Linked DNA regions of Gossypium hirsutum: regions 2 and 3 are each linked to region 1. Evidence: chromatin contacts called from public Hi-C data. All regions are on one chromosome and are shown on one strand. The core of a region is the stretch at or near the end of the contact, and the rest is flanking DNA. Distances in the headings are between cores, read along the strand shown. Region 1 has its middle 4.2 kb from the start of LOC121232242. Region 2 holds the start of LOC107955867 (pescadillo homolog). Region 3 has its middle 5.6 kb from the start of LOC107953091.

Region 1 (2,943 bases), core at 112-2,611:
TCATACACTCATTGTTATGAACCCACGCATTAAAAAGCTTAAACAATCTTGGACCCATTCCACAGAACCGTACGATAATAAAATCGAGATGTGATCTGAAACAGAATGATTTAACCCCTGCTGTTGAATGACCTCGAACTTTTTGAACCAAACTTCATCTACCCAAAAACCAATCCAGTCTGCTCTTCTTATTCTCTGGGCCATACCAAGTGAATTTCCTCCTCAACAAAGGCAAATCTACCAATTTACATCTCTCTAAAGAGCTCAAAAAGTCCTTCGACCCTCTTAATAAACCTACACAATTACTTTTGTCACTTTTGTTCCTAATTGCATTAGAGTCTCCCCCAACAATCCAAAAATATGTGAACCTATCCCTAACCTCTAATATTTCTACCCAAAAAATTTTCTGCTCCAGCAACCCATTTGGCGTGTACACATTAATCAGAACCCCTTCCCACCCCTCACAACACCAATTCCTTTCCACCACAATTAAACGGTTAGTACAGTAAACCTTTCTCGTTATAAAACTTGATTTATCCCATATGGTAATAAGACCACCTGAACGTCCTACTTCAGCAGCAAATCGGAATTCAAAATAATCTTCGCCCCATATTCTTCTAACTAAATCTCCTGACACTTTCTCAAGCTTAGTTTCTTGTAGAAAACACACATTCACCCTATGAATTCTGACTAATCTATTAATCGCAACTATTTTACCATCAGAACCCAACCCCCTAATATTTCACGATACAATTTTCATTTTTCCCAATTAAAAACTCGTCCACACAATCTTAGTACAGGAAAAAACTCACCTGATTGGCAAATATGTACAGCTATACCCGACCTCCTTTACTGTTGCTCCTCAAGCCTCATAATTTCCTCGATAACGTCTCTTTCTTCTCCCAGCACCCTAAGCCCCAATTTCTTCCCAACTTCCCAAGTCTGCTTCACCTCTCTAAGAATAACCTTTCTCCTGTTGCTTAATTCTGAATCGGACAAAGAGAGGTTAACCACTTTGTCTTCACTTCCTGGCTCTGCGCTGCTCTTGCCCTTTCTTCTATTTCGATCTCTTCTTTGAATTTCTTTGGAAGACAACACCCCGTCTTGAATGGCTTGCATTGACATAATTCTTTTATTAAACTGTCTCTTCTTCCTCTTACTTCTAATAGTGTTGTAAAATTCCTCTTCTACCTCTTGGCTTATGTCCCTATCCTCTGCTTCTGGAGTTGCTAAATTAAAATTATCGATCGGGAAAATCTGATCTTCGACAGGAAGAATTTCCCTGCCCGTAAGATGCCCTTCAAACCTAAGAGAGTCCAATCTTTCGTCAATATCTACCAGCCCAACTTGACCCTCCCTTTGACCCAAACCCAACACCAGGCCCATGTTGGCAACATCCTCATATGCCCGGTCCATTCCACTATTCGGCCTACTAACCCCCGCATCAACTTCGGCTGAAATTCCCACACTAAGGGTGCGTTTGTTTGCTGTAAAATGGTTTCTGGAAAATATTTTACATCATTTCCGGTGTTTGTTTGGGGGAAAATGAATTCCTTTAGGAAACCATTTTCCAAAACACGGTAAAATCAAGCCCATTCCTCCGGAAATTGTCTTACGGCTTCAAAATTGGTAAGACATTTTCCATTCTTCTCTAAGCAGACATTTTCTGTTCTCTTCTAAGCAGCAGACATTTTCCATTCCTCAAAGCTTCCGCCTCTCCTCATCTCTGCCTTGCCATCTCTGTCTCTCAGCATCTTCCTTCTCCATCTTTCTGCTCCATAGATCTGTTGGTGAGTCACCCAAAAGCTTCAAGTTTTTTATGAAATTGGTGGTTTTTTGCTGGATTTTCCAGAAATCGGAAGAAGGATGAAAATTCATCCTCTTCTTCCCTACACCACTCGACCCCCAATTCTTCACTACAGGGAAGCTTTCCCTTTTAATTTTCTTGCTATTTTCTGTATAAAAATCTCAACATTTCTACCTTCAAAGCTTCAGTTAGTAGATGCGATTGACCCGATTCATTTCTTATCTCTTATCGTTTTTTTATTTGTTTATTCCTTAGTTGGAATTTTAACTTTATTTTATCGCATTTTGTTGTGTAATTTTAGGGTTGCTGAATTTCTTAAACGAATTAAGCTTAATACTCTAATGTTCACTTCTTTTTGTATAGTTAATGATTATCATCATTTACGTTACCGTGGATTTTAGAAACCCCATAACTATTCTTACTATTGTTGTATTGTGTTTCCATTGTCGATTTTATTAGGCATTCATGGATGTCTGTTAACTTGCTTGGGGCGTTTTTGAGCTTTCATATAGGATAGCAGATTAGTAGCGTCCCATGTGGAGATTTTAGCTTCACCAGTGGTTAAATAATCCTTTTTTTTCATGGAGACAGTAGATGTTGAGCTGAAGTGGACTAAGAGCATTTCCAGTTCCTCTAATTTTTAAGTAGTTTCTGAGTACAATGATGTTCCTCTAATTTTTGCAGGGCTATTGAGCACCCAACTTTTTCAGCACTTACAAGACCATTGTGTGATCTGTATTCAACTTATTCCTCCCCTTCTAGTTGCAACGATAAAAGAAACTCAGGGTATATAGATGTTGTTGTAGTTCTGAATGCCGTGGGTCTTCTTTACTGGAGTAAATTGTTAATGCTTTTATTCCTTTGCATTATAATTGATTCCATGGTTTAGTTTTAGCACTGAGTTAATGGATTAAAAGGAAGTGTTGAGGTGATTATCCTTACTGTTAAGTTTTTGTTTAAAAATGTCAAATAGAGAGACTTTATGCTTGAGATTTGATCTTTTATTTCTTGAATATTAAAAATTGTTAGCAACTCATATATATAAAGTTTATGCTTGAGAAACAAACCAATCAAAAATACCAATAAGACTTTCAGTTCAATCCAAATTTCCTTAGAAAATTCAATGTTAAAATGAC
Region 2 (2,943 bases), core at 201-2,700, 250 kb before region 1:
CAATTGGGTATACTCTGTCCATTATGGTAAGCACACATTTCCTGGTAAAATAAATGTTTAGAGTTCAATATTTTCTTTACATCATCCTTCGCCTTTTGGGAGAGGTGAGGCATAGAGTCCATTAGAGAAGGGTTCTCCACCACTCTACAACTAGTTCCTCTCCCAAGAATATCATTCAATTTCTTGTATCTCTTGTTCAAGTCATTGAATTTATCCTCACACTGTTGAGGTGAAACATGACAACCTTTACTAATCATAATCTTGGATACCGTTTTCCACTTTCCCTTCTTTTGCAGAATCCTGGATTTTCGCTTAAGCCCCTCCACACCTTCTTCATCTCCCACACAAGAAACCACTGCTATTAGAAGCCTAACCACATTGTCCTTCCATTTCATTCTCTTCCATGGCCATCCATTCTTGCCTTCGCACTTCTCACCATTTCCATCTTCGTTGTAACTTGGTTCATCTTCTTCACTCATGCTTCCATCAGTTATAGCAATCACCGGACTAACTCCCTTCCCTTTACCAAAATTCATCGGAAAACCTTTCTGGCTTGAGCCTTTTGCTTCCGTTAATCCAGTGGAGCGGTGCTCGTTTCCGAGGCCAGTCATCATGACGACATGATTCTGTGGCTGCTGCTCTATCTGAATGGATGACTCAAGATCAAACAACCCTCCATTCGGACCTGATAAAAATCCGCATTCCAAACCCGAATCATCCATCTACGCCGAAATCCAAACACCCAACTTATCGTTTCCTTGCAGGAAAAAGCTTAAAGTTCCATTGTTTATCTATTGCTGGAATATTCAATAAAACAGAAACCCAACCTCACAGACCCGATTCAATTAGTTGCGGTCAATCAAACCAAGTTTCTCTCTTAGATCAACCAGGAAAAAAACCCTAAAAAGCTATAAGTTTTAACACCTACCTTCTTCTTACAAACCAAACGGAAAAAGTACCGAGAAACTGGGGTGGACTAAAAATTTATGACCTATTATCATATAAATATCCCAAGAATCCTCCAAAGCTCTAGAATCCCATATCTAATCACGACCGAAATTCAGCGAAGGCCCATAAAATCAATTAAAATCCTCAACAAGATCTAAAAAGGGAAATTTTCAACTTTTATTGTACTGTTTGACAATCTAAAGAAGAATAATGGGAAAGCTGCAAAAACTTGAACAAATGATTTTGATCATCGTATTGAAGAAAAAGAAGAAAAATTCATGAAAGGATTACCTTCTGCTAATGATCATCAATCGAGAAATTCATCAAAAAAGGCAAAGAGATTTTTGTTTTTGTTTTTTTTTTCTTTTGGGCCGGGGGGGGGGGGTCTGGAAGAGATTGAAAGCTAAATTTTGCGCTGAAGTTGGGAAGAGTAAGAGAGGAATAGAATGTGGCAAACAGGTAAAAAATGTTTACTTGAAATAACGTGTTTGTTCGCTATTGGTGAGCGGGCTTTTGTATTGCTTATTTTTTGCTTATTTACAAACAACAGGTGGGTGCTGGTAGGTAAAGAAGTGGAGCTACTCCTCTGATTATATTGACGCCAACTGCACCGTCTTTTTTATAATCCCATCAGCCGATTCCATTTTAATTCTTGTGCAAACTACAAAAATAAAATGTTACATTTTTATCATTAATAATATCGAATTATAACATTTTGATCGAAAACGTAACACGATAATATTTAATTTAACCTCTACACTATAATTAAAATATTTAATTTGGTTATTTCATACTTCTTTTTAATTATAATGTTTTTAAAATTATCAAAAATTCTTTAAAATTTTAGAAAATTATTTATTTATTTTTGAAACTACAAAAAATATTTTTTCAAAATTATAATAATGTAAAAAATTTAAAAAAAATCATAAAATCCTTTAAAAAATAACAGGTTAGATTTCAAAAATTATAAAAATATCATAAAGTTCTTTAAATTTTATTTTGAAATTTCGATTTTATTTTATTTTGAAATTATAAAAATTATTTTTAAAACTATAATTATGTTTTTTTTTAATTTCATTAAATTCTAAAAACAACCTTTCAAACCCTTTCTAAAAAAAGCTTTATCCTATCAAGCCCATCGCTGCCGCTTGAACCACCATGTCAGCATCCTCTCTGGTCGAAAACAGGACGACCATTCAAACGTCGTCCTCTATCGCTCCAACCACAGCGGACGCATGAAATGAAAATGATATTTTTTTACAGTGACAGAGACTAGAAAAAAAAAACCAAACAACAACCTTGAGCCTCCAAAATGGCAAGCCATCACTGTTGCTTGAGACTTTTCAAGTAATTATTAGTTTTTTTTTAAATTCCGATATTGTCCAATTTTAAAAGCTAAAAGTTTTGGTTAGGAAGTTTTGAGGATCAAATTGATAAAATTTGTAAATGTAAAGGGTTAATTTATTGAATTATTTAGAATTAGGATCAAATTGATAGAATATGTAAATATTAAAAACTAAATGAGTTATTATACCAGTTAGAAAAAGGCTTTCTGTTATTAATTTAACGGCGAGGGACCAAAACAAGAATGAATACAAATGTTAGTGCCTAAAATGAAAATTTTTAAAGTTGGGTGACCAATACAGGAACATGGACATTGTTGGGTGACCATTTATATAGTTTACCCTAATTAATTTTTTGAATTTTTAAAGATTTTTTTATATTTTTGATAAATTTTTTTCAACATTATAGTTAAAAAAAGTTGTAAAAGGATTAAACTTGTAACGCCCCGTACCCGAGACCATTGCCGGAGTCGAACACGAGGTGTTAATAGACTTAATTCATTACTTAAACAGCTCATACAATTCATTTTAAAATTTCCAGACAAGCTGGCTAACTGCATCACAGTCGCTTTAAAAATCATATCTCGAGTTACGAAACTCGAAATCTAATTTTGTAAAATTTTCCTGAAACTAGACTCATATATCTATCTAC
Region 3 (2,943 bases), core at 220-2,719, 230 kb after region 1:
TTGATAAATAAGATGGAGTTTTAGTTGAAATGTTTGTTGATTTTTTATTAAAATGTTAAATCCAATTTCGTTCTTATACCTTCCTTCTTCATGAAAATATATCGCTTCTTCACATTATTGGCTCTATTGGTCAATATAAGACAATTCCAATAACATCTACATAGAATAATAAAATACATTATTGCATATTATTGTGTCGAAGAGAATAAATGAGGATATTAAAGCATACCTGTCCAGTTTTTTGTCATGTTTAACTTGTCGGTATGGATATAAAGTAAAAACAACCACGAGGATATAAAGTTGGATTTTCATGAAGCTCGTGAACTTGGGTCTCTTTAGTTAGATATGTGATATAGTCTCTAGGGATTTCATCCTCGAAATCTACTAATGGGTTAGATATTATATTCTTTCATTATTAGGGGAAACATTGTTGCATCAAAAGCTATAATGTTAAAATGCATGGCATTGTTCTACAATGAAGTACTAAAAATTTGTAGAATTATTTTAAAAGATTTGGAACATTCTAAAAAATAAATATTTGTGTGTTGGTACCCCACAAACTCTAAATTCAATAGTTTTTTTTTTTTGTTTAGTAGGATGGAATTCTTGCTAAAGTCCTCGTCACTATTATTTTGATTTTTGTTGATTGTTCCATAGATTTAAGTTGACTAAGTAATTGGTAACGAGTACCTGCAATTTTGTAAAGAGTGAAGTTAAGAAATTAGGTCCAAATATGTAATTAAATTTTAAAGATATTATAGATTACAACAAAGTTAGGTTACATGGGACAAAGAATACACAAAACTATATATATATATATATATATATATATATAAAAGTCAAAGTGAGTGCAACTTAGATTAATTTATATTGGTAAAGATCTTCATAATAATTTCCTGAAAAGAATGGTAATAAAGGCACAGATATGGTATTTGACGGGTTCGGGTAGGCTCGGATTAAATTATTTTGAATTGACATCTTTTTTTATTTGGAATCTTTCTTAAGTTTAAATTTCTTTTAAGCTCGATTAATTTTTTAGGATGTTCATAAATCCAAGTCACAAAGTCTTAAATCAATTCAAATGATTTTGATTTTTTAAAATTATAAATATTTTTATTTTCAACTAAATAATTAATTTTACTTTCATATAATAATACACAATACCAATCTATTTTTATTTTATATTATGCTTAATTAAATATATATCAATTTCATAATTGTAACAGGCCCAATTAGTCCGGACCCATACAGATGCAAAAAGTAAAAATTAAACTTAAACAAACAGTTTTTACAATCCAGATTACAAATTCAAACCCAAATTAAAAAAAAGACCCAAACCCAAAACTATTACAATGGCCCAAAATTCAAATACTTAAAACCCAAATACAAGCCTGAAACAAAACTAACCCTAAGGCCCAAACGGCCCAGAAACTAAAACAAATTCAGCCAAAACCCTAGCCCCCATCTGCCTCGTGCCGCTCCCCCACATACGGCCTCCAGCGCACCTCCGTACGCCAGCACAGCCTCCGTACGCTGAGTGCCACGATCTTTGCACCTGCAAACAAACACAAAAGCAACAGCACAGCAAAAAAAACTTTGTACTCTTTCTTTTCCATTCAGCTATAAAACAAGGCCAGAAGCGTATTGTATTTTGGTTACAAACACACGCATTTTGAAATACAATAGAAGCAATTAACAGAGAAAAGGTTGCGTTTTATTCTATTCCTTTTTTATTTTATTTTCCGTTTTGATTTTGGCTTTAGTTTCAAAAAATAAGAAAATAAAAAAGGGATTACCTGAGTCGTCGCCGATGAGAACTCGAATACCTCAAAAACGGGGAGGTTCGTTCGAGGGATCGAACGGTGTTGAAACCCCATTTGTTTTTACGAATCTCGCTCTTTATTTTTTTTAAAAATAAACGTAGGATTTGAAATTTTTTTATAAATAAAAAGGGGGTTGAAAAGGGGTCGAAAAGGCCTGATTTTGGCACTTCCGGCCACCACCCACGGCGGAGTTACGGTGGTGGCTTGCTAGATTTGGCTGGACTCGGGGTTGAGGATCGAGAGGGTTGAGAGGAAAAGGGGAAACCCTTTGTTTTTTCTAGAAAATAATGGCAGACCCTTTTTTTTCAGAAAATTTTTTGCTTTTAAGGGACTACGAAACGGTGTCGTTAAGGACCTGTCTCAATGGCCCCAAAACGGCGTCGTATGATGGCATGACCCGCGCGACCCGACCCGAAAACTGCCTAGACTAGGGGTCTATTTTCGCCTCTAGTCCTTCCGCATTTGAGGCTGGTTTCGATTGGTCCTATTATGTTGTTTTATCTTTTAATTTTACCCCAGAATTCTATTTCTATTTCATTTCAGTCCAGTATAAGGTGTTGCATTTTGGAGGGTGGAAATATTTTCCTTTTGGTCCCCCATCTCATTCGCGCACTGTATTTTGGTCCCCTATTCCATTTTATTCCTTTTTCAGTTCCTTTTAAGTTTCAATTAACCCCTTTTATTTAATTCTTTTATTTATTTATTTACTTTACATTCATTATTCCTTTTTTTTCATTAATTTGTTTATTTATTAAAATGAATTATTCGTTTATATTCGGTCCTTGCATTTATTCATCTATTATTCTTTTATTGCTTTTAAATATTTGCTTTCTTTCCTTGACTGTTTGTTTTATTATTCATCTATTATTCTTTTATTGCTTTTAAATATTTGCTTTCTTTCCTTGACTGTTTGTTTTATTTTGATTTCTGTTATTATTATCATTCTGTCATCTATCATTATTACTATTTTATTACCATTTACTTATTCATTACCCTTTTTATATATACGTTAATATATATATTATAATTATAATAATCAAATTATTTATATTTTCATTACCTATTGCCCTTATTATCCTTATTGTTGTTTATATACTCGATTTCAAATTTTTTATATATT

The links. A called contact is a pair of places that touch in the nucleus more often than the background predicts.
Region 2: a Hi-C map of leaf shows a contact between it and region 1, with 2.4 times the contacts expected there. The contact joins the promoter of LOC107955867 here to the enhancer-like site in region 1. A contact is called at or near these places in 2 of 34 Hi-C or Micro-C datasets (callus and leaf).
Region 3: a contact with region 1 is called in a Hi-C map of hypocotyl, with 2.7 times the contacts expected there. The contact joins two enhancer-like sites. A contact is called at or near these places in 5 of 34 Hi-C or Micro-C datasets (hypocotyl and leaf).

What each region holds. Positions count from the first base shown.
Region 1 is chrA07:26,118,375-26,121,317 of Gossypium_hirsutum_v2.1, forward strand. No RefSeq gene overlaps it. Among protein-coding and RNA genes, the nearest start is that of LOC121232242, 4.2 kb to the right of the region's middle. Within about 2 kb of position 1,362, at least 9 of the 9 cell types and tissues checked have an H3K27ac peak or open chromatin away from gene starts, as enhancers often do. A contact at or near this core is called in hypocotyl and leaf, where this site is marked.
Region 2 is chrA07:25,864,613-25,867,555 of Gossypium_hirsutum_v2.1, forward strand. It overlaps LOC107955867 (pescadillo homolog), which reads right to left and starts at 1,451. Exons shown (of 1, transcript XM_016891655.2): 1 at 1-1,451. The coding sequence starts at 722.
Region 3 is chrA07:26,349,117-26,352,059 of Gossypium_hirsutum_v2.1, forward strand. No RefSeq gene overlaps it. Among protein-coding and RNA genes, the nearest start is that of LOC107953091, 5.6 kb to the left of the region's middle. Within about 2 kb of position 1,470, at least 9 of the 9 cell types and tissues checked have an H3K27ac peak or open chromatin away from gene starts, as enhancers often do. A contact at or near this core is called in hypocotyl and leaf, where this site is marked.